Regions from separate parts of the Anas platyrhynchos genome. Here region 1 is linked to region 2. Evidence: chromatin contacts called from public Hi-C data. All regions are on one chromosome and are shown on one strand. The core of a region is the stretch at or near the end of the contact, and the rest is flanking DNA. Distances in the headings are between cores, read along the strand shown. Region 1 has its middle 10 kb from the start of RHAG. Region 2 holds the start of LOC113843351.

Region 1 (5,029 bases), core at 1,699-4,198, 63 kb after region 2:
TTAAATGTCTAAATGTCCCATGTTTTTTGTGACTGGAAGATTCTGATCAGACCTACTCATTCCATTGTCTCCAATAGGCTTTTAAAAAAAACTTTTTAGGCACTAATACTCTGAGCACATCCTGAAGATGTCCACACCATCCTGTGCCTGTAATTTATAGCTAAAGTCAAATATACAATGAAAATAAATAGGTATCTTAAACAAGGTCTACTTTAGTTTCTCCTAGGAATAGCTGAGAGAGCAATGTACTAGATAACACCATTTCTGCATGTAAACAATCCAGTCAATATAGGTGAATGAGGAATAAGAAAGCATAAAGGGTTCAGCTTCCTCCTCTAGGTAAGTAAAGTGGTAAATAAAACTCATTAACCTGCAACAATAGTTCTCTAGACAGTCACCAAACCACAGAATTCCAGGAAAGCCTGCCAGATAACCACACTGCTGGAACAATAGTGCTTGTTTTGGAAAAAAATAGCAGGGAGGAGACTCAAAACCAGACTTTGATCTGGAAAGGCTTCTCAGTAAAATGTATCCAGATTTACCAAACTTACAGACATAGGGTGTTTCCCTCATTTCCTGACATTGTCTCAAATACCTAGAATTTGCCTTGAACTAAAAGGATGAAAACTGCACCTTACTGTCCCAGAAGAGCTGGAGCCTGTTGGAGCTGCCTCCAGATCTTCATTTGGACCTTATCAAACGAAGTTGACTTTCTCTGACATCCACTGTTGTTAAAACCAATTAGTAGGCTCTGACTCTTACTGAACATATTCATGGCTAGACTCTTCTATAATTAGACTCTCATTGCCTTGCATGTCAAAGTGGTGAAAATAGAACTTGACTTTGAGCTAGTCTACCTGTAGATGAGAAGTCTATTTACATACCAATGGAGCATCCTGCCAAATCCCTCCTAGCTGGACACACAACTTCTAGTAGCAAAAAAGTTCATTTGATAACACTGAAAAAAAATCCATGAAGGATGTGTTCTGCTGCTATAAGCTTCTGTGCACTAAAACACCTGCCAGAACATAAATGTTGAAAGGCAACGACTCTTCACACCTCTGAGTTGACAAAAATATTCTCATGAATCATTTCTAACATTCAGATGGTGCTTGAACAGTACTGTATTTTATGCTCCCCATCAGGATGAATAAATATATATGGAGTCAACCTCAAGAGTGAAAAAAATTTAAAGGGGACTTGCTGATAAGGTACAGATTGGCAATGAATGATGCCAAGCACATTTTGAACTTGTGATTAAACTGAATGATTAATTGGTCTCCTGATAAATTTCTAGAATATTAAACAGTTCATTTTTCTTCCAGATTTCTTTTAATAAAACACAGTTTTTCATTACTAATGCAATACCGTCCCTATACAAAAGAAAAAAAAAAGGAAAACAACAACAACAACAACAACAAAAACAATATATGCGTATATTTTTCAATTGCAGCAACCAGTACTTTAAGAAACATCTCCTGACACACGTAATAGTGAAACTTGCACAGGACACCACTCCTAAAGCATTAAGTTAGGATTCTACTTAAACAAAACAGGAGACACTTTCACATTTTCTGATATGTTGCTGGGTGATATTACATCATATAGCCAGAATTCCACAGCCACCTCTGCACAAGAGGCGAATCCATTCTTGCTGTGAAATTGTTGGATTCATGTAATTTCTGTGTTTTAGAAGCAGAAGTGCTTAGAATCTCTCCCTTACTTGTCCTGCTTTCAAACTTGCACAAAAATCACAAGAGCTAAATTTCAACTCTGCCAAAATAAACATTTTTTTTCCATCCAGGAATTGCTTTCTTTCAAATTGTGGTTGTCATAAATATCAGCGTGAAGAATGCTGTATATCAGTAAGTAAAAATAACATGGTTTAACCTACATTGACTTTGTTATCTTCAATGTAGGTTTCTGGAATATGTTTACACTGGGAAATGACTTCCCTGTTCTATCAAGTCCTAAGTGAAGTAAGCACAGGCAGTGGTTTGAATAGGAACAGGATTATCAGTAGATGAATTGGTACATTTAAATAAGCACATTTAATACTGCATATTAGTTCTGTATATAGATTCCTTATCTCATTTATTATTTCTTCTGAACCTGTCTTAATACACATATGCAAGTTCTAGTAGACTGAAAATTAACTTTTTATATCTCACGACACTGGTGAGATTTGTGGGTAAAATGGAGACTAAATTGTTTCTGAATTTTGTGATCAAGAACAAATTTCTCATCCTGTCATCTATCTGAATAGAAAGTTCATGATCTTAATTAGAATTGGTGTGAAAAATGTCAGTGACTTCCCTTGTAAGTTCCACTCCTATTTTAAAAACAAGGGTCCTTTGGAGAAGTGAATAGTTAAGCAAGTCCTAAAGTAAAACAATAAAAAAATAAAAAATCTGTTTTACATTGAATAAAAAAAATAAAATTGTGTTTCGTTCAAAGTTTGTCAATGAAATAAACAAAACCCTTATTTTTATTTCACTTTATCAGCTTGGGTTTTCATCTTTTACTTCCACACTTTATGCAGAAATAGGAGAAGAGAAGAAGACAGAGAAGGAGTGTTGATGATGCCAAATTGAAAGGCAATAATGTCATTTGCTTTGAAATGATCATTTCAGTTACTATGGAAAAAGAAATAAATTGTGATAACCATTTTAGAGAGCTATTCTCACTTACACATTGCACTGTGTTGCTCACCAGTAAATGCAACAAATAGTTAATGTGCAATTTCACTGATATATGCAAGACTATTTCCATGCCAATTTAGTTCATCTTCTAAAAATTATTTTTCCACAAGACTTATTGATGCCAGACTCAGAAGAGCTTTATAAGTCCTAGGGAACAGCCCGATGGCTGCACTGCACTGCCCCCAAACCAGAAGATCAAGACCAGTGGCCAGCCCATGAACTTGTAGATGTCGCCTTGTGGGAGGGAGTGGCATTTCCTCACTTCTATCTCCTTGCTCCCATGTCCCCTTGACTTGTGGTTAAACTGAGATAGAATTATACTGGAGGTGTGGCTACAGAATGCCATATTATAATTACTGGGCCTTAGTGCTTCGCAGGCTCTTTCTCAGTGTTCCCTAATTAATCTTTCTCACCCCTGGCTATGTCAGTTTATCTCTGTGCTGCAGTTGGAGAGACTGAAGCAGACAGGTTAAAAGTCTTTCCTGCAGCCTGGAGAGGAGACAGGATCTGTCAAATATCTTTTTAATGAGAAGGTCCCAACTCTTATTTTTCACAGTTTAACCGTGGCCTTTGCACTTAGAGGAATCCATTTTTTGGCAGCCTGGTGTAGAAGAGGTAGGAGCAGGGGTGGGGAACACCCTCGTCCTGTCCTGGCTCTGCTGGCTTTTTGCCACACGGTCTCACTCAAGGATCTTGCTACAGTTTTGTGTCTTGGGCACCAGTTGGGTCTTCTGACAAGAGGAATTTCTGGTGTTTTGTCAAGGACGCATTTGCAGACAGGAGTGTGTTTGTATAGAGTGCTGCAGGCCAAACTTGAGGTGAGGGCTTAGGCCAAGTTTGGGATCTGGGCTTCCTTGGACATTTAGATAAGGATTTCAGAGGAAATAATAAGTGAATTTGCCTAGAGTATACAGACATAGAATCACAGAATCACAGAATTTATAGGTTGGAAGAGACCTCAAGATCATCGAGTCCAACCTCTAAGCTAACACTAACAGTCCCCACTAAACCATATCCCTAAGCTCTACATCTAAACGTCTTTTGAAGACTTCCAGGGATGGTGACTCCACCACCTCCCTGGGCAGCCCGTTCCAGTGCCTAACAACCCTTTCAGTAAAGAAGTTCTTCCTAACATCCAACCTAAAACTCCCCTGGCGTAACTTTAGCCCATTCCCCCTCGTCCTGTCACCAGGCACATGGGAGAACAGGCCAACCCCCACCTCGCTGCAGCCTCCTTTAATGTACTTATACAGAGCAATAAGGTCACCCCTGAGCCTCCTCTTCTCTAGGCTGAACAAGCCCAGCTCCTTCAGCCGCTCCTCATAGGACTTGCTCTCCAGGCCCCTCACCAGCTTCGTCGCCCTTCTTTGGACCCGCTCAAGCACCTCGATGTCCTTCTTGTAGCGAGGGGCCCAAAACTGAACACAGTACTCGAGGTGCGGCCTCACCAGAGCCGAGTACAGGGGGACATCACAGGAAAGGTATGCCTAAGAGAAACACATCCACATATGATCATGTATGAGATGTTACAGCTGCGCTGTGGTGGTCCACCATGGTGGTCAGGCAAGTATCTTGTCTCTGCACAGTTTTTTTGAGCAAGTTCTCATCTTTCAATTCTGAACTCTATCTCTACCTGCAGTCCGTGAGATTTCTTATATTCATTTACAGATTATCATCTAAATATTTATTCTCATCAAATGATCAACTTGCAACACCAGAACCCAATCTTTTTTGGTGGGACTTAAGGAATAATAACAGTGTGGGGGCACGTAGAGGGTTGCACAATTGGCATGGTGCACATTTCACTTATGAGTGTCCATCTAAAAGCTAAGCATCCGGTGCAAATTTGTCATCTATGCTCTCTCTCTGGTAAGTGAAAAGACGTAGTCTTTGGTGGGATCTATCTTTTCTCAGTGATTAGACAATTTCTGGCATCTTGAAATGAATCACCTTGTGGTGTTTCCAACCCTTGTTTTCTATTTGGTAGAAAGATTTAGCTATAGCTTCTTAAACCTGTTGTTATTATATGTATGGAATATTAAGGCAAAAGTTATGGAAAGAGCTATTGTCTCTATCAGACAGATGGAGAAAAACAGGGAAGATTTAGGCTTTCAGCAAAACTTTAAGACACTGGAAGAGAAAGACCTTCCATTTTGCTTAGTTTCAAGGCTGATTCTCAGACATCTAAAATAGATAGCATGATGTCTGCAGTTGACATATTTTAAATATCATAAGTGTTCTTTCTTCAAAAGCATAAGACTGTTAAATGGCACTTTGTAATATTTGTTTAAAACTGTGCTTAAAGTCCTTGTCATGTAAGTTAGCTG
Region 2 (5,210 bases), core at 2,019-4,518:
GGAGGGAGGATGGCGGTGCTGGACCGTACCGTTGGTGCTGAGGAGTTTGCCCACAGTGATGAGGACGAACTCCTTGGAGATCTTCCCAGGGGCATTCAGCTGGGCCAGGAGCTCGGCTAGAACAAAGCTGAAGTGGGAGCGGGCCAGAGCCACCAGAACGTCACTGGCAGCCACCTTCGTGTCTTCCGTCCCACCCTGAAAAAGAGGCTCAGGTGAATTGCCCCCTGGGAGACAGGCTGAGGCACTTGGACGGGCTGAACAGCTGCAGGTGCCGGAGCAGTGGCACAGAGACACTGTGGGGGCTCCTCCTTGGAGATCTTCAGAAGCCGCCTGGACGCGGTCTTGGGCAGCCTGCTCTGGGTGGCCCTGCTGGAGCAGGGCTTGGAGCAGGTGGACCCAGAGGGCCCTGCCAGCCTCAGCCATCCTGCGATCCCCTGATCTGCGAACCAGCCAGCACCGGCTACGGGGTTTCAGCTCGAGTGGACTTTGTGAGCTGGAGGCACTGGGGAGATGGCCCCTACTCCCCCACAACACAACGTGGGGCTGGGCGGTTGCCACCTCTGGTCCCCTGGGGAAGGAAGGCGAGCAGCTCCCCAGCTGTTGCTCCCTGCCTAGCCCAGGCAGGCTTCTCCCCAGCCGCCTGATCCCTCAGGGCCACTGGGGAGCCTCTGTTGGGTCCCAAGGCCAGAAAAACCTGGCTGTGCTGCTCCGCATTTCCCTCAAACACCTGGCAGGCTGCTCCCATCGCCTTCCAAGAGCACCATCTCACCTGGTCAGCTGTCAGGTCCCAGGACACCTCTGCTAGCAGCCAGTTGATGACACCGCACTGCAGGCGGCTGTCATCTCCCCACAAGACGTTCTCCAGCTCGCAGTAAGTCTGCGCTCTGTCACCCTGGGGACAGACCACCATAGGGATCAGTTGCACTTGCTTTGCTCCTCTTGGCAGCGCGCCGCCAGCTGCCCACCTTCGCTCTGCAGAGCCTAGGGATGTGCTGCTGGGGCTGGGAAGCTGCAATAGGGACACTAATCCCCTGGCCTCTGGGCTTTGGCACCTATGGGACCTTGGGATGGGGCTCGGGCAAATGACTGCTCCTTGAGAAGCTCCAGGCTGGGCACTGCCCTGTGCCGGGACTTCTGGACGAGAAAACCAAGAGGGCAGAGGTGCCACCAGGCACAGTCTCCCCGTGCTCCCCCAGGGAACCCCGCTGCATCATGGTGGGGAGCCCTCAGCTCACCTCCTCATCTTGCAGGTGCTCTAGCAGAGAAGTCGCAACAGTGGCAGAGGTCGGGGCCACTTCAGGGACAGGCCCTGGCACCCTGCCTCTGCCCTGGCGACGTCTACGTCTGGGCCAGCAGCCCACACCTGGAAGGAAAGAACGGAGCAGGTGGCATCTGTGCTGCTGGCTGCAGGGGGCTGGAGCTGGTAGGGACAAGTCTCTTGGCCAGTTTGGAGAGAAATCTCCACAGGAGACGCAGCCCCAAGCAGCCTGCTGGGGAGGGTCCTGCTTCAGTCCCCAACCTCCCTCCCGCTGCCCCTCACCGCTAAGGGCTCTCATCCTCTCCGTCGCAGCAGGATGTCCCCAGATAGACACAAAGCTCTCTCTGGGTCCTCCTCCTACAGGCCCCACAAGCAACTGGGCCACAGCTGGCACCCATGGCAGAGGGATATAGGAGGGATACAGGAGGGATACGCTGTGACATCACCACCAGGGCCTGTTACCACTCAGAGGGCCGTCCCTAGCTCTTCGCTGAAGTAGACTTGAGGAGGAAACTTCTGCACTGAAATACATCCTGGCAAACCTACAGTATCTTGGTCTGGTTGTCACCTTTCAGCACTTCTCCACTGGGGTCATAGACTCAGAGAATGTCCTGAGTTGGAAGGGACCCACGAGGATCGCTGAGTCCAACTCCTGAGTCTCCAAAGTGTTATAAATGAGGTCTGAATTCAATCTGAATTTTGTAATATTTATAAAACAAATATTTCTAAAAGGTATAAAAGGCAAGTAAACAGCGCTGGGTGTGCAGGGAGTCTACGCTCCACCAACATGCACACACAAACATCAAACATTCTAAAAATACAGAACATTGCTTTATATACTAAACCCGAGTATGCCTATACATACGTACAGTCAGGAAAGGTAACAAACAATCCTTTAAGTTCCATGACTTAACAGTTTCCATTTTCCATTCCTTCTGAACAATATGTCTCGGTTTAAGTTGTTAAGCAACTCGGTCTTCAGGCCTTATGTATCCCGTTCTTCCCAGATCGAAGAAAAGCATATCCATCTCCTTTTCAAGGCTAATAGGCCTGGATCAAACAGGTTCAGGTCAATAGGGGGCGGAACAGCAAAAGCCTTCGATGGCTGTAGCTGCAGAGGGGCCCATGGCGTAGCAGAAGGATCAGTAAAGGAGCCCACAGCTCCCTCACTGTCTGGCAAACCACACGTTTCTGACTGTGGCCCCACAGGGCTCTTTAAGGCCTCAGAGATTGCTCGCCAGGTGCCGAGCAATCCCACTGCAACCTTGTCGTTTTTAGTTGCAGAATCCCACACCTTGACCTCAGTTTGGCCCCATATTTCAGGCTCGTAATCTGTCCAATTGTTAATAAGGAGAATAAGCTGTAAGGTTATCAGGACAGTCTTTGTTCCTAAGGACGTATGATTCCCCATAATGCGCAGCTGCTTACCAGCAAGAGGCAGTTGTGTGCACGGCTCCACTTCTCTCATCTCGAGCTTCTCTCCAGCTCTGGTGCGCCCATTTCCAGCGACTTTCTGTATGAGCTTCTTTGAGCAGTTTGCTGAGTTTGGCCGAACCTATCTTCATGAGGCGATCAATGTGCCTGTTCCCGTCCTGGTCTCCATTCTGCCAGCCTGTTCCTCTTCACTCCTTTTTCCTGCTTCTTTATTGATGTAACTTCATCATGTTGCCTTTTTTTTTTTTTTTTTTTTTTTTTCTTTTTCTTTTTTCTTGAGGGCAGGCTCCCCTCTTATACCCTTCTCTCCACAGCAATTCTTTTCAAAACAACTTTTCATTGGTCAAACAACTTTGAATGTAACAACAACAGCAAACACCCAGAAACATCCATGCCTTAACATGGAACCAGCAGGAGAACAAGAAACCGGAGACTGCATGGAGTCTCCTGAATCACCCTTGTTCCCTCTAAACTCTTTTATATTCCTGATGGCCTCATGGTTAAGAATCTAATGTTATCCCCTCCCCACTATGCGCATGCCCTCGGTTGCGCGGGTGAAACGGGTCGGTAACGGCTCGGCGCTGGGACATGGAGCCGGTGGGAGTTGTGAGGAAGCGGCTCGGGGAGTTGTTGTGGGGGCTGCCGCTGTGTTGGCCGCCAGGAGCAGGGGGTTAGGGGAAGGCGGTGTTGGTTGTAAGGACTACAACTCCCAGCAGGCTTTTCGGCCGGAGCGCCTGTTGCGCTGTTGGGGCTCGCAGCGTTTGCATGCTGGGAGTTGTAGTGCGCTACATGTATCCTGTGTACATGTATCCTGGCATTTCTTTCCTTTTGCTTGTTAACGTGCACTTTGTATCGGACGGATTATAATTGCTGGATTCTTCGTTTCCTCCTTTGCTGTTTGGTTTACAGACAATGAAACATCACCCTGCATCTTCCAGTAAAAGGGGGGAGACTGCTAATGAGGGAACAGCAAGAAAACCTACCAACAAAAAAATGGGAACGGATGGAGAAAAAAGAAAACAAGCTCAAAAACGAAAGGTAATAATTCTTTCGGGTCAAGTAAGTTAAAACATAACCAAAGAAAGAAAGAAGGATATTTGCCCACTTCTCTGGTGGACTTCATAGATTTCATATCTTTCATTAAAGGCAGTCCTCTTGAGGAAACATCCAGTGTGGACAGTTCCTTTGAGACCATTGTGGTTTAACCTTGGTAGGCAGCTCAGCCACACACAGCTGCTTGCTCATTCCCCCACAGTGGGATGGGGATGATACAAAGGTACAAGAGAGAAAACTTGTGAGTTGAGATAAATATAGGGTAAAAGGTAAATCAAAAGCTAAGCACCCAAACAAAGCAAAATAAGGAATTCACTCACAGCTTCCCGTTGGCCAGCAGATGTTGAGCTGTTTCCAGGACAGCATTTGTCTTGGGACTTCACAAATTGTCTTGGGAAGACAAAGGCCATACCCTCACACACACCATCTTCTTTTCCCCCAGCTCTTATTGCTGAGCACGATGTCATGTGGTATGGATTACCTGTTTGGTCAGCTGGAGTCAGCTGTCCTGGCTGTGTCCCCTCCCAGCCTCTTGTGTACCCCCAGCCTTGCTGGCAGGGCAGTGTGAGAAGCAGAAAAAGCGTTGGTTCTGTGTAAGCAATCTTCAACAACAGCAAAAACCCAGTGTTATCCACAATGTCTCGGTCAGAAAATTAAAATATGGTGCTATATAAGCTGCTGGGAAGAAAGCTAATACTGTCCCAGCCAAAACCATAATAGAGATCCCCTGCCTTAACTAGGAACTGTGGAAGCCAGGGAGCAGGTGTGTGCTACCGTGTTTGGTCAGCAGAGGGAAGTGTTGCCTGATGGTTAACAAGAAGACAAGCTGGCTGTAGTTTTGAAGACCTGCATAGAGTCTGTATGAACAGAGTGATGAAATCTAAGTTCCTTTGGCTCAGGTGACATTTCTTCAGTCCTGGAAAATATTCTGCCCATATCTTAGGATTGACCTGGGCAGCTCACTGTTGGAAAGAGTTTGCTTAACAGCTTATCTTATGAGCAGCATGAGTTCAGTGGTTAGAGCTGGTTAGGCAAACATCTTGTGTGTTTCTTATTACGTGACCCATTCTTGGAATGGGAGGAACTAAGAAGAATGAATCGCTTTCCTTAACCTGCTTGAGATGAATTACAGTGTCACAGTTCAGAAAGCCTTTTTTGTAGTCAGTAGTAACAGATGAATGTCAAGCATTGAAGTGCTTTCAAGTGCTTCTTATGGTGGGTTAATGGTAGTAAATAAATTGTTGCACAGCAGAGAATGTCTCAAAATTGCAACATTTTTAGTATTTTTATTTTATTTTATTTTTTTTTTCAGGGAGTCACTCAGACAGTCAAAAGGAAAAATAAGGAAGTTCTGACTATGTTTACTTCACTTGATGCCTTCTGTGCTTGGAGGCTTTCTGATTTAAAAAACAAACAAACAAAAAAAAACAAACAAAAAACAAACTTTGCCTTTATTTTCGTTCCA

Evidence for each region. Hi-C and Micro-C count contacts between places; a contact is called where the count stands out from the background.
Region 1: a contact with region 2 is called in a Hi-C map of liver, with 1.8 times the contacts expected there. The contact joins the enhancer-like site here to the promoter of LOC113843351 in region 2. A contact is called at or near these places in 2 of 8 Hi-C or Micro-C datasets (liver and skeletal muscle).

What each region holds. Positions count from the first base shown.
Region 1 is chr3:115,915,788-115,920,816 of IASCAAS_PekinDuck_T2T, forward strand. No RefSeq gene overlaps it. Among named protein-coding and RNA genes, the nearest start is that of RHAG, 10 kb to the left of the region's middle. Within about 2 kb of position 2,949, at least 1 of the 8 cell types and tissues checked has an H3K27ac peak or open chromatin away from gene starts, as enhancers often do.
Region 2 is chr3:115,852,590-115,857,799 of IASCAAS_PekinDuck_T2T, forward strand. It overlaps LOC113843351, which reads left to right and starts at 3,269. Exons shown (of 6, transcript XR_003496634.3): 1 at 3,269-3,730.